3 separate regions of the Mus musculus genome follow, and regions 2 and 3 are each linked to region 1. The links are chromatin contacts, called in public HiChIP or PLAC-seq and promoter capture Hi-C maps. All regions are on one chromosome and are shown on one strand. The core of a region is the stretch at or near the end of the contact, and the rest is flanking DNA. Distances in the headings are between cores, read along the strand shown. Region 1 holds the start of Shmt2 (serine hydroxymethyltransferase 2 (mitochondrial)). Region 2 holds the start of Coq10a (coenzyme Q10A). Region 3 overlaps Rbms2 (RNA binding motif, single stranded interacting protein 2).

Region 1 (4,568 bases), core at 1,214-3,713:
CGGGCAGGTCCAACCCCATGATTCGATCATGAGGCTGCAGAAGGGCCGTATAGGCAGCCAGATTGGCTGGGGACCCTGAGTATGGCTGCACATTGACTCCCCACTGTGCCGGATCCAGGTCAAAGGCTTCCAAGGCCCGGCGCTGGCAGAGCAGCTCGATCTCGTCCACCACTTCCGCTCCTCCGTAGTATCTGCCGTGGAAGACGGACCGTACGTAAGGGCGCAGAGAGAGCACCCTTGACCAGCAGCAAAGGACTGGGCAGCCGCTGTTCAGTAAAACTAACGGGGCTCAGGGAGGTTCCGCCACTGGGGTTGCCATCCCTGCTGCTGCCCTCCAGCCCTCTGGTCTAGCCTCACCTCTTGCCAGGGTAACCCTCCGAGTACTTGTTGTTGAGACAGGACCCCAGGGCCTCCAGCGCAGCTCGGCTGCAGAAGTTCTGGGGTGGTGGGGGGGCAGTGTCAGAAGGCAATGGGGTCTCCCTTCCCCTGGATTCCCACGGCCCCGCCCCTGCCAGAGCCCACAGGCTGCAGGGGTGAGACGGGATACGCCAAAGGCTCTGTGTTCCTCGCCAGACATGGGGCGGGACCAGAAGCAACATTCTCAGAAACTCGGCTGCCATGACGGGTGGCCCCAGTAGGGCCGCCTGTCCACTCAACCCGTGCTTCCAGGTTCCTCTTTCTTCTGACGAGAGAAGGAGGTTAAGGAAGAGATGAGGACGCTACATGGCTCTAGAAGCTTCCCAATGCTCAAGCCCCATAAACTGGTCCTGCCTTATGCTTCAGAGGACAGTATAGAGAAGAGGGAAAAGGCCCAGGAAAAAGCTCTTTTGAATCTGACAGGGAGGCGTGGAGAAGTCACTACCGTGACCGCAGGTGACGTGGTGTTCCCTGCGCGCACCGTAGCTCGCGCTCTTTGACCCATATCCTCACGTCCTACCTCTGAGGCGATGAGCTCCAGGCCGCGACACTGTCTGTCCTTCTCCCTCTGCAGAAGCTCCCACATCTCAGGGTCACTGTCTGATAAACTCTCCTGGCCCGTCCAACCTCCAGCTGCTTCCCCAGCCTGCGTCTGGGCCACCTTGCTGTGCTGGGCCCGGGCAGCCATGCAGACCAGCTGACCACATCTCTGCAGAGGCTCAGGGCAGAAAGGCCAGGGTTAATTAAAAATTGTCCAGATCTCTTCTCCCAGCTGCCCTCAGTCATGGGTACAGATCGAGCCCTCTGGCTAAGTACGCAGCCTGGTCCGGCCAGCAGTCAGTGCTCTCTACCCCCACTTTCATCTTGAATAGCAAGTTCTAGAGTCAAAGGTTCAGATCATTATCCAAAGGGCAGTTTTGGTCAACTCTAACACAACGCATCCCTAATCACCCTGAGTGACTCTGCAAAGTCACAGAGCAAAGCTTGTGCCCCAGAAGCCCATGTCCCTCCAATTCAGGTGAGAGACACTGCGATTCCAGAGTCTCCCCACACACAGGAACAAAATGACCATCCTAAGGTCCTGGCTGCTCTTGTGGGGGACAGCGGTTCATCTTCCAGCACCCACAAAACAGCTAACAACCATCTGTAACTCCAGTTCCAAGAGATCTGATGCCCTCCTCTGACCTCTGTGGGTACCCAGGCATGCACGCAGTGCACACACAGTGCAGTTAAAATATTCATAAACATAAGAGGTGGACTTCCTGCAGGGCCTCCGGACATGAATACCTCCATGAGAGAAGATACCAAGCTAACAGGGCTTAACACCAGAGGCTTTTAAAGGGTGGTTTCCAGAGCAACCTTTAAAAAGTAGGAGGATAGACTTTTAAGCAGTTCTTGGAAAGAGTTGTGTACTGGCGGGAGTTGGGGTAGGCTGAAGGTGTTTGCCCAAAATCTTAATTTTATCTCACACTCACAGACACACACACACAGCACCTCGCTACCTCCTTCCTGCCCACACAGCAGCAGGACCCTTGCGTGATGAAAGTACTGAGGCTCGGTTGCATCATCTCCATAGCTCAGAGCTGGCGGGAAAAATTCAACTAGCGCATCGAAGCCGGGAACCCCACTTGTTTGCTAGGATATTGTTAACACAGCGTCTGCGGACCTTTACCTTAAGAGTCGTGTCAACTGGGTGACTACAAGACCCTACCTAGGTCGTCTGATCGCCAGAACTAGGGGCCCAGCCACCGCACATGTGCTGTCTCAGGGATTTCCTGGTTAAGCATCTGTTCCCCGAGGCCCCAGAACACGTGCAGCAAGGAGCCAGGAGAACCCCACTTTGGGTGGGCCTTTCCACTGATCATCCAGTAAACAGAACCCTGTTCTTACCCGAGTGGTCCGAAGCAAAGAGAAGGATACCATCGCTACAGGAGGCACAGGAGGACTAGCCACTAACTCTGTATCGGTGTAGTACCGGGGTCGAAAACCAGCTGCTCTTAGAACGCGTGCGCGAGAAAATTGCCCCCGTGAAGTTCGAGTGAAAGAGGCGTTCCCTGCGCATGCGCAGTACTGGGTTTTTTTAAAAAATTGCCTTCTGGGAATTGTAGTTTTTTACTTTGCTCTTTCCCATCTATACAAGTCCCGGTATGGAGAGCTTTGCCTGAAAAGTTCTTAGACTTAAAGCTCCTCCATGTCCTTTCTTGAAGCTCTTCAGAGTTTCTGTTTTGTTTTTCCTTCCGGTTTTCCAGGCAAGCGCTTTTTGGTTTGTTTGTTTGTTTGTTTATTTTCGTGTGGTTTATGCCTACCAAGCATATCTAGCATATGGTTCTCAGGGAGATTTAAAACATATTTAGAAGATAAATACACACAGTGAAAGCAGATATAGTTTGAAAGGGTAAAAGACTCAAATCCTTGCTTTAGGATTACAACACAAAGTCCTCCGTTTCTTCCAATGTTAAACCATGACATTGTCATTCCAGTACTAGGGAAGTGGAGACAGAGAGATTGAAAGGTCAAGGCTAGTAGCCTCAGCTACATGTGAAGTTAGAGGACAGTGGACCTCAGATGAGCCTGTCACACTTTGCCCACTCCAACACAAAGAGCTTGTAGAAGGGATTAAATGAAACTTCGCATTCGGACGCTGGCTCCGGTGGGTTGTCCTCTTCCCCTGACTCACAGCCTGCCTCCTCTGTGTCTATCCAGCTGTCAGGTGAGAGCAGAGTAGCCATCCCTCCTCTTCTCACACGGTTTGCATTCGTTTCTTATTTACATCTCCCTTACTCCCCAGCAGTCGCCCACTTCTTTTTTTGTTTTTGTTTTTTTTGGGGGGGGGGTTGTTTTGTTTTGTGTTTTGTTTTTTTGTTTTTGTTTTTGTTTTTTGTTTTTGTTTTTTGAGACAGGGTTTCTCTGTGTAGCCCTGGCTATCCTGGAACTCACTCTGTAGACTAGGCTGGCCTCGGACTCAGAAATCTGCTGGCCTCTGCCTCCTGAGTGCTGGGATTAAAGGCGTGCGCCACCACCGCTTGAGGACATCTTCTTAAGGCCTCTGCTCAGAGACACACAACCAAACCTCTTGGGGATTCCAGGAAGCAGTGGTTTTGAGAACCATTGGCCTCTGATAGCCATTTTATACCTTTACTCATTCAGTAGACATTTAGCCATGCCTTAGCCCTGGAGACACAAGGGGCTCACTAATAGTGACCCAGACAACACGAAACACTTCACTTTGTTCTCTTATACCCAGATAAGAGGGAGGGAGGGAGGGAGGGAGGGAGGGAGGGAGGGAGGGAGGGGGGGAAGGGGGGAAGGGAGGGGGGAGGGATGGATGGAGGGAAGGAGGGAGACAGAGACAGAGACATAGCCCTGTGAGTCAGGTTTTGGTGGTGGTTTTTGGGTTCAGTTTTTTTGGGGGGAGGTGGGGTGGAGTTGTTTTTTGGTTTTTGGAGACAGGGTTCCACTGTATATCACTAGCTGTCTTGGAACTCTCTGTGTAGACCAGGCTGGCTCAAACTCACAGAGCTCTGCCTGCCTCTGCCTCCCCAGTGCTGGGACTGAAGGGGTGTGCCACCACTGTGCTCACTGTGAGGTCTTTGTTCTGTTTCCTTTTCAGTGCTAGAGATAGAATCTAGGGGCTTATGTATGTATGCTGAGTGTTTTGTTTGTTTAAAAGACTTATTTACTTCTTTTATGTATAAGAGTACAATCTTGCTGTCTCCAGGCACACTAGAAAAGGGCATCAGATCTCATTACAGATGGTTGTGAGCCACCATGTGGCTGCTGGGAATTGAACTCAGGACCTTTGGAAGAGCAGTCAGTGCTCTTAACCGCTGAGCCATCATATCTCCAGCTGTTTTATTGAGGAGTTGCAAGTGAGGAGACTGAGGCCCAAGTCCACTGATTTCAGCCACTTTAAGCATTTCTACCTGGATCTCACAGAAGGCCTGAATGTCTCTTGATGCTAATGTATTTCTCATGACAGCCTGGCTTCTCTCAACAGGCCCTGAATGAGGCAATCACTGGGTTCTTCCTCCCATCTTCCTTCTCTCACACCACTGGCTCCTTATCCTTCCCACATGTGTTTGATTATTGAACCTAGGGCCTTGTGCATGCAAGAGCTACATCCCCAACTCCAGATGTTTGTGACCGGGTGG
Region 2 (4,568 bases), core at 1,441-3,940, 850 kb after region 1:
TTGCAGAGGACCCAGGTTTGATCCCCAGCACCCACATTGGGGAGCTCAGGAATGCCCTGCTGTCTTTTTAAATATGTGACTCCAAGCATGGTATCCACAAGCCTTTAATCCCAGTACTAGAGAGGCAGATGGATTTCTAAATTCAAGAACAGCCAGGGCTACACAAAGAAACCCTGTCTTGATAAACACCAAAACCAATCATTGTTATTTACTATATAGGTGGCAATCATAGGAAAGATAGCTAAACAGTGAGTTCCAAGACAGCCAAGGCTACATAGAAAAATCCCAACTTGAGTATTTTACATCTATTTGTGTATGGGAGCATGTATGCCAGTTTGTACTAGAAGTCAGAAACCAACCTCCAGCAATTGGCTCTCCCCTTCCACCGTGCAGATCCAGAGGGGTGAAACTCAAGTCATGAACCTTGGCCGTAAGTATCCTCACCTCAAATGCCATTTCACCACCACCATCTTTTTAGATAAATTTAACTTTATAGCCTGCAGTGCAGGTTAGTGGGCTGAAACTGATAAGGATCCTCCTGCCTAGGGCTGCTAAAGTTGTAAGCTTCTACCACCACCAAATTTTAAAAAAATGAATGTGTATGTTTTGGGGAGGGGATGTACACATGAGTGCAGGTGCCCACAGAATCCAGAACAGGACACAAGATCCTCTGGAGCTGAAGTCACAGGCTGCCTAGTGTAGGTGCTAGGAACTAAACTCAGCAGTGCAGGCTCCTAGACATTAACCCATTTCTCCAACCTCCCGCCCCAATATTTTTAGTTAAAAAAATTTTTTTTTCATTATTTTATGTGCACGAGTGTTTTGCCTCCATGTTTATCTGTGTATCAAACATGCTCCCGCTTGAGGTTGCAGTATGCCTCCAGGTGGGGCTGGGAAACAAACTCGACCCTTTGCAGCAACGAGTGTTCATCACTGAGCCAACTCTCCAGTCCCTTATAGTTTAAATTTTTTAAAGCATTTTTGCTATAGCTGGACATGGTGGTGCACGCCTTTAATCTCAGCACTTGGGAGACCGGCCAGCCAAGTCTAAATAATGATACCGATTATCAAAATAAAACAAAAGCCTGACATCCTGGTAGCCAGTAAAGTCCATTTAGTCCCAGTGCTTAGGAGGCAGAAGCAGGCAGATCTCTGAGTTTTAGCCCAGCCTAGACTACATAGTTCCAAGGTAGATACCCAGAGGTATGTCTTGAGACCTTGGCTCAAACAACAATAACAAAAAGCTGTGACTTAATTAAGTCCTGTAATAAGTGGTTTCTTAGCATGTTCAATCCCCAGCACTGCAGAAAAACAGCAGCATGGTGGCACATGTCTATAATCTCAGCTCTAGGGAGGTAGGTGGAGGCAAGATATAAGTTCAAAGTCTTCTTGACTGTATATCAAGTTCAAGGCCAACCCTAGGCTATGTGAGAGCCTGTCTCAAAATGTGTGTGTGTGAGATACCTATGATGCAGCTCTGGCTATGTAGTCCGTGGAAGCTTCAAGCTTAGATTACAGGCTGTACTACCTAGTCGGTTACCTTTCTATGATGTAACACAATTCTAGACTAATACACGTGCAGAACAACTAAGGTGGGAAATTTAGGTTGAAAGGCTGGCAGCGAAAACGTTGCTGGGGAGACAAGTGGCCCAATATGAATCTTACCCACTACTGGTACATGGTTATTTATTTGAAGGGGAAAAAAAGGAATGCTCACCCCATGATCCTACGCTCCGAGTAAGCCTTTCGCTTGTTGGTAAAGGGGGCAGCAAAGCCCATGAAGGAACGACTATGAGGTAGGCCAGCCTCCGCTGCCAAGGCCTGGGCAGCGCGAGGCAAGAAGAGATTACAGGAAATCAGAAACCTAGCGCCAAAAAGAAAGGAGAGGCAGCGTCACGATTCTTTTTTTGTATTCAACCACTTCAGGTGAAGGGGAAGAGGGATGCATCACAGAGGAAGGTCGTTGGTTCGGGCAAGCTTTTCTGCCCCTAGCACCTGCTGCAGCTAGCTGGGCTGGCTGGCCAGGCAGTCACGAGTGCGAAAGGTCGAGGGCGGCTGAGGACAGGGCCAGGGGTGGGGATGGGAAAAAGAAGGGCACGTCCTAAGTGCCAGCTGCCTTTGAGGCAACACTACTGCTGCAAGCAAACTGAAGCATCTCTGACGCCAGGGTCAGGCCAGGCACATCAAAGCCAGAACGCCGGCGAAGGCCAAGAAGTGGCTGGCACGCACCCGCCCCGAGCATCTAGCTTGTACGCGTATCTCCAGAACTCCATTCGAACTCCCAGGGCACCACCAATGCCAGCCCTTCTCCGGCCTGCCGTCTAAGGGCTGCCACCCTCCACCGCTGAACTTCGGGGTGCCGGGCGACCCCCTCCGGTCCTGCGCGGACGTCTGTGCCTGCCTCTCACCTCATTGGACGCGGCGGCCGCGGAGGGCCCGGGGGCGGGGTCGGGACGGAGCGCGCGCCCCGGCAGAGCGAGAAGCCGCAGCAGCTCCGGGCGGCCGCGCGCGTCGGGGCCGGGAGCCTCCGCGCGCCCGCAGAGGCCATGCGCGCGCCCCTGCCTGGCACTCCCGGCGGCGGCGAGCTGTAGGGGAGGCCGGGCAGGAAGGGCGGCGCGAGCTCCGGCTGCCTTCGCCCTGCTCCGGCCCGCGCGCCGGATAGGCTGTCACTGAAGCGGTGACCGCAGCTCTGGGTCCCCTCACGTCACGCCGTTGCCAGGGATCGGGAGGAGGGAGCGCGAGGAAGGAAGGGACAACGCTGCCTGTCGGGAGATGTAGTTTCTTTGACACCTCTGGCGTGAAAGAAAGGGCGCTGGGTGCGTGTCGGAGGAGCTGCAGAGATGGCTCGGGGGAGCGAGATCGCCTGGCACAAACTACTTGGCGAGTCTGTGGTCACAGGACCTGATACGTAGACGCAGAGGCGACGTCGTGGGCGTGTCAACGGCAGATGGCTGTCGATGTCCAGAGGAACGTTTCTCAGAGCCCTTTAGAAGGAGAGGCTCTTTTCATCCTACTGGCCTTTGCAGTGCCTGCTGCCGGTTTATGTCTTTGGAAAAGGATATTAACTTTGCAAGTTCTGGGCTGACTTGTATAATCTCTCCTAGATCTACACGCCCTTCCCCCTTCCTCCCCTTCTCGTTATTCGAGACAAGACAATTCAGGCCTTGAATTTGCAGTGCTCCTTCATGAACGTCCCTAGGAGCAGAATTTCCTCCCTAATATTTATGGAAAGAAGTCTGAGGCAGAAGCAGGAGGGTTGCCACGAGTTCCAGGCCAGCCTGGGCTACCTACCCAGTTTTAGAGTAGCCAGCTCTAAACAAGAAGCAAGCCCTACTGTCAGACCAAACCAAACATAAGACATGGTTTGTTTGTTCTTTGAGACGCCCTCGCTATATAAGCTTGGTTGCCCTGGAACTCTTGGATATCGTCCTGACTCTTAGCTGCTGAGATTACAGACATGCATGCTCTCCAGGAGGGCTTTGGGGTGTCATGATCTTGCTCTGTAACCTGCACTGACCTTGAACTCATATGCACCTTCTTGCTGCCACTTCCCAGTTGCTGGAATTACAGGTGTGAGCTACTACTAGCCAAAATTTACTTTTAGAAAAAAGCACCATCACTGTCGGGGAAAAATGTGTACTCAATGGAGGACGAGACATCACAGGCAGAAAGCCCAAAGGTGAATACTACGTCCCAGGATTCAAGGAAAAAACAAGCGCTCTTGGGAAAAGTATGACCAAAGGAAAAAGAGAGAAGAGAAATAAACTACAAATTAGAAAGAGATTAGCCTAGACGGGTGCAAGAGCAAGCAAAATTCTCCCGACTGTCACAGAGCAAGCTCTGCTTTCCCTACGCTGGGTTAAAGCTCCCCACATTGATTCGAGCTTTGCCTGACAAAGGAAATGTGCTGGCAGGAAGAAGACAGGCAATCAAAGCTACATTGTGATACAAGTCAAATGCTTTACACAAATAAGGTCATAGACTCAGAGTCAAGACGAGGCTAGCCAGATGGCTCAGTGGGTAGGGGTGCTTGCCACCCAGTTTGCTCTGAATTCAATCCTCAGGACTCCCCCCCCCCCCCCCGCCCCCATGGAGAGAACCAGCTAAACACACATCACACAACACACATGTGCGTCTCCCACACCCACACACACACCATAAACATACATACACATTCTCATGCACACACACACATTCACATTTATACACTCACACACATACACATTCTCACACACACACCATGCACACACACATACTCATTCTCATGCACACACACACACACACACACACACACACACACACACGAGAGCATGAAACCTCCAGATGCAGAATGAGTGCATTTCTAACACTTTTCCTTCCAAGCTCTTCAGAGAGAGCCTGCTGTGTCCTCATTCCCACGTCCCTTCCCTTCCTTCCAGTTCAAAGGTGGTGTTCCTTCTGCGTATGACCTTGAAGGGCAGCCTACTCCTTCCAGCTTCAGTCTCTAGTCTGAACCCACCTCCTCTGACGTCTGAGACAGCTGCTCGGAGTGAGGAGTAAGGTTGGGCAAAAGAGGGAAGTTAACTGGG
Region 3 (4,568 bases), core at 1,497-3,996, 630 kb after region 1:
AAAACAAAAAAACCCTTAGTCAATTTAAAATGCTACTTGTGCAGTAAGTAGTGGCGGGCACCTTTGATCCCTCTGCTCAGGAGCAGAGGCAGGTGAACCAGGCTAGCCTGGTCTATATAATGAGTTCTAGGACAATAAGGATTATATAGCTTTGTCTAAAAACAAACAAACAAAACAAACTACTGTGTTAATTTTCATCCCTGCGACAAAATGACCAAACAAACACTTTGATTTTGGCTCATGGTTTCAGTCCAGCACAGCAGAGAGGATGAAGCACTGCTCCTAGCATGGGGAAAGGAGGGAGGGGGATATAAACATCTATTTCCCCTTCTCTTCCGGCCTATATTCATGGAAGATCTCCCTGCTTCCTTTTATCGACCCCGGCACACCTGGATGTGTACTTCAGTAATCTCAAGGGCTGGTGTGGTTTTCATTGGAAATGTCCCCATATGTCCCGAGGCTGAGGACTGGTCCCCAGCTGCTGACATTGTTGTAAGGGGTACAGCCTCATTGGAGTGAATGGGTCACAGGGATTTTACAGCCTGGACCTCCCTGGCTGCCCTTTACTTTGTTGACATCAGTGTGACCATCTCTTGCCACAGATCCTACCCACCATGATGATCTGTATGTTCCCCTCAAAGTGTGGCTAACACAAAGTCTTCTTCACTGAAATTGCTGTTTGTCAGGGATATTGTCCTCACAAAGGGAAAAGTCACTATAGTGATCCTCGATAAGGTCAGCTGTCACAGTGTCCTTAATATAACCCTAACCCCACAAAGGCACCACCTGAAAGTGACTGCAGCTCTTACAATACCAACACATTTGTCCATTTTAAGACACTTTTGGGGAAAGAAGCTTGGCCCACACATAAAGCCTGTGTCTGAAGGCTGAGAGCTCTGTTGGGATTCCTTGAGGATCAGAAATAACCTTTTCTTTTTCCTTCAGTTTTTCAAGACAGGGTTTCTCTCTGTAGCACTAGCTGTCCTGATTCTCTCTGTAGCACTAGCTGTCCTGAAACTCACTCTGTAGGCCAGGCTATCCTCAAACTCCCAGAGATCCACCTGCCTCTGCTGGGATTAAAGGTATACACAACCACCACCCACCTAGCAAAAATAATTTTTTTTTTTTTGAGACTGGGTTTCTCCGTGTAGCCCTGACTATCCTGGAACTCACTCTGTAGAGCAGGCCGGCCTCAAACTCAGAAATCCGCCTGCCTCTGCCTCCCAAGTGCTGGGATTAAAGGCGTGCGCCACCACGCCCGGCTCGCAAAAATAATTCTTGATTCTACTTTTCTTTTAGACAAACACCATTCATCCTATTAAAAATAATAAAAATAAACCCAAAAAGATGACTCAGCAGCTAAGTACACTAGGACCTGGTTTTGATTCTCAGTACCCGCATGGTGGCTCATAACTGTCTTGTGGGCACTATGCATGCATGCACACAGTGCACAGACATACATGCAGGCAAAATATTCACACTCATAAATAATACAATTAAAGATGACCATCTTAAAAATAATAAGGGGCTGGAGAGATGGCTCAGTGGTTAAGAGTACTGACTGCTCTTCTGGAGGTCCTGAGTTCAATTCCCAGCAACCACATGGTGGCTCAAACCATCTGTAATGAGATCCAATGCCCTCTTCTGGTGTGAAGACAGTTACAGTGTACTCATATACATAAATAAATCTTTAAATCATCATCACGACAATGCTTCCTCTGACCCCTACACCCAAGGCTCTACTGGTCCCTTGATGAGGCCAGCCTGATCCAAATGTCTTCGGCTCAAATCCTAACTCTGCTACTTTCTAGTACAACTGATCTCAGACAAGTCCCGTGGCTTCCTATGTTCTGGCCTCATCACGGCAACCTTATCCCAACATTTCAGTGCCAACAAGTATCTCCTCGTGCTCTTTGACCTGGTTTTTCCATCTTGTCTCCTTTAGGAATGAGTTAAATTAGTCTGTGACAAGTTTTCACTTTGTATTTGATGAGATTTGTGTTTTCCAGCTTTTTGGAAAACCCTGTTGGCAGCAGAGGCCTGGACAGCTGGCAGAGCTCTAGTCATGAAGCAGTACAGATCTTGGGTCAGAAGTATCCTACAAGGAAAAAGTATCCCAGAAGTGTGAAAATGTCAGAGACAGAACAGCAGCCCTGAACAAAGTCAGAAATTCAAGGGCTGAAGAGAAACAGTTGGCAGAAACTAAATTTGAGATTAATATTCCAGAAAGCATTAAAAAAAAATCTATCCTCTTATTCCTAAAGAACATGGATGCCTGATTAGTTTGTTTTTGCCCCTGGCTGCCTCTCTCCCTTCAGCTTTTTCAGTGCAGCTTCGGAACCCAGAGGATTAGACAAAATAAGCTGGAGAATGCCCTGGAGGCTGAGAGAAAAAAAAAAGAAAGAAAGAAAAGAAAAAGGAGGCGGGGACTGGTGGTCCTTGGGTCTTTTGAGGCAAAGAGTCATAAGGAATGACTGTCGGCCAGAGGACACTCGAGCTGCTATCCCCATCAAGGCCCCAGGGTGGAGCCTGCTGCAGCCCAGCAGCCTGAGACTTTGAGCTAGAGTTTCCACTGCAGCTGGCAACAGCTGGGTCAGTGCTGCTTCCTCCTCCACAGGAGCCCCTTCCAGAGAACCAGAAGTTCTAGTCCCAGGCCACACCTCCCCTTCCGGCCCACCAGAGTTTGGGATCCAGCAACCCAGGAAGAGATCCCGGGGACACTGGCAGGAAGTCCTTCTGAGCAGGAGAGCCCGCCCTTCTCAGATAGGCTGGGCCCCTCCCTCTCCTCTATCAGGCTCCACCCAACCCATGCCTTCTCCCTGCACTTACTCCAACATTTTTGTTTGACTGGTTTGTTTCTTCCTTTATTTTATTTTATTATTTTATTTTATTTCTGAGATTAGGTTTCTCTGTGTAGTCCCGTAGCTCCATCTGCAGACCAGGCTGGCCTAGAACTCAGAGATCCACCTGTCTTCTCTGCTTCCCAAGTGCTGGGATTAAAGTTGGGCGCCACTATAGCCCTGCTTCTTTGATTGATTTTGACACAGGCATGCACGCACACCAAGGGGTAAGTTTCTGTCATACAGTTTGCATTCATAATAGCCATAGACTGGCAACAATACAAATACTTTCAACAACAGAATGGACGACTCAATAAACAAACAAGAACAGATGGAGAGATAGCTCAGCAGTGAAGAGCACTCCCTGGCTACTCTTCCAGAGGACCTGGGTTCAATTCCCAGCATCCACATTAAGTGGCTCACACCTGCTTATAACTCCAGTTCCAGAGCATCTGATGCCCTCCGGCTGCAGATACATATGGTGCACATAAACTCACACAAGCACATAAACATGCATACAAATAAAGATGGATTAGAAATTAAAATGAATGAATAAAATAAAAAGCTGCTATAGCCAGGTAGGGTGGGAAATGCCTTTACCCCCAGAGGTAGACACAGAAGGACAAGGAGTTCAAGTCCAACCTGGACTGCATGATACCCTGCTTTAAAAAAATACATTCACCCCATGGAGATGAAGGGGATATTTCTGTCAAACTATGTCAGGGTCAGTGGTAATTATCAGTTTGACAGAATCTGAGGTACCTGGGAGACAGGCACCTAGCATGCCTGTGAGGGCCTTAACCACTGTGGCACTGAGGTCCTGGGCTGGAATCCAGGACTAGGAAATGCAGAAAGGGAGTTGAGCCACAGCAGCAAGCAGCCGTTTCCCTTTCATGGATGTGACATGACCAGCTTCCTCAAGCTCCTTCACCTGGACTTCCCAGGAGAAGATCAAGCTCTGAGCGCAAAGAAACCCTTTCTCCCTTACATTGATCTTATCTGAAACCAGGCTAGGATCCATGAGATGCTGACTCAAAACAACAAAACTCAAAAGAGCGGCACGTGAGCGCCCTGGAATGTGCCTGTGACTGTGGGGTAGAAGTGTAATACTATTGCAATTCTCCCTAAGAGCATGTGGCAAGAAGCCAGCGCCTGGGAATCCGTGCTATCCCTGGAAGCCTCTGTATTGGGGCTGCAACTCACGGCTGACAGAGCTTGACAAGGTCCTGGTCAGTGGTGCCTGGCTGCAGTCCTCGGATATACAGGTTGGTTTTGCTCAGCTGGTCGTTCCCACCACTCCCGCCGCCGCCTCCGCCGCTGCTGTTGGGGGTGCTATTCCTTGGACTTGGAGGTGCCATTTGCTGAGCCACATATAGCTGCAGGGAGACACGAAGATCAGAAGGTCAGAGAGACTGTGCATTTACACACTAGAGACTGAAGAAGACATCCTGGAAATAGATACAAAACATTAACAGCAATGAACTCAAAGGGGAGTAAAGCAGTTAAAAAGAATAAGAAGATAGGTCATCTCACTGGCTCAATGCATAAAGTGCTTACCACCAAACGTAATGAGCAGAGTTTGATGCACATGGGGGTAAAGAACAGACTCCTGGGCTGGAGAGGTGGCTCAGCAGTTAAGAGCACTGACTGCTCTTCCAGAGGTCCTGAGTTCAAATCCCAGCAACCACATGGTGGCTCACAGCCATCTGTAATGAGATCTGACACCGT

What was found. HiChIP or PLAC-seq counts read pairs in DNA pulled down with a chosen protein or histone mark. Capture Hi-C pulls out chosen DNA fragments and counts their contacts.
Region 2: a promoter capture Hi-C map of adipose tissue shows a contact between it and region 1, with 5 times the contacts expected there. The contact joins the promoter of Coq10a here to the promoter of Shmt2 in region 1. A contact is called at or near these places in 11 of 39 promoter capture datasets (the C10 cell line, the SN4741 cell line, cranial neural crest and 6 more) and 1 of 9 other capture datasets (adipose tissue).
Region 3: a contact with region 1 is called in an H3K4me3 HiChIP or PLAC-seq map of bone marrow-derived macrophages, with 5 times the contacts expected there. The contact joins the enhancer-like site here to the promoter of Shmt2 in region 1. A contact is called at or near these places in 1 of 39 promoter capture datasets (liver), 2 of 115 datasets of contacts at active chromatin or transcription factors (bone marrow-derived macrophages and embryonic forebrain) and 1 of 9 other capture datasets (macrophages).

Annotation. Positions count from the first base shown.
Region 1 is chr10:127,519,981-127,524,548 of GRCm38.p6, forward strand. Shmt2 (serine hydroxymethyltransferase 2 (mitochondrial)) reads right to left here and starts at 2,464. Exons shown (of 12, transcript NM_028230.4): 1 at 2,308-2,464; 2 at 938-1,135; 3 at 358-437; 4 at 1-191. The coding sequence starts at 2,340.
Region 2 is chr10:128,366,290-128,370,857 of GRCm38.p6, forward strand. Coq10a (coenzyme Q10A) reads right to left here and starts at 2,691. Exons shown (of 5, transcript NM_001374700.1): 1 at 2,409-2,691; 2 at 1,718-1,864. The coding sequence starts at 2,548.
Region 3 is chr10:128,147,140-128,151,707 of GRCm38.p6, forward strand. It overlaps Rbms2 (RNA binding motif, single stranded interacting protein 2), which reads right to left. Exons shown (of 13, transcript NM_019711.2): 2 at 4,044-4,216. Among named protein-coding and RNA genes, the nearest start is that of Gm51821, 24 kb to the left of the region's middle. Within about 2 kb of position 2,747, at least 263 of the 459 cell types and tissues checked have an H3K27ac peak or open chromatin away from gene starts, as enhancers often do. A contact at or near this core is called in bone marrow-derived macrophages and liver, where this site is marked.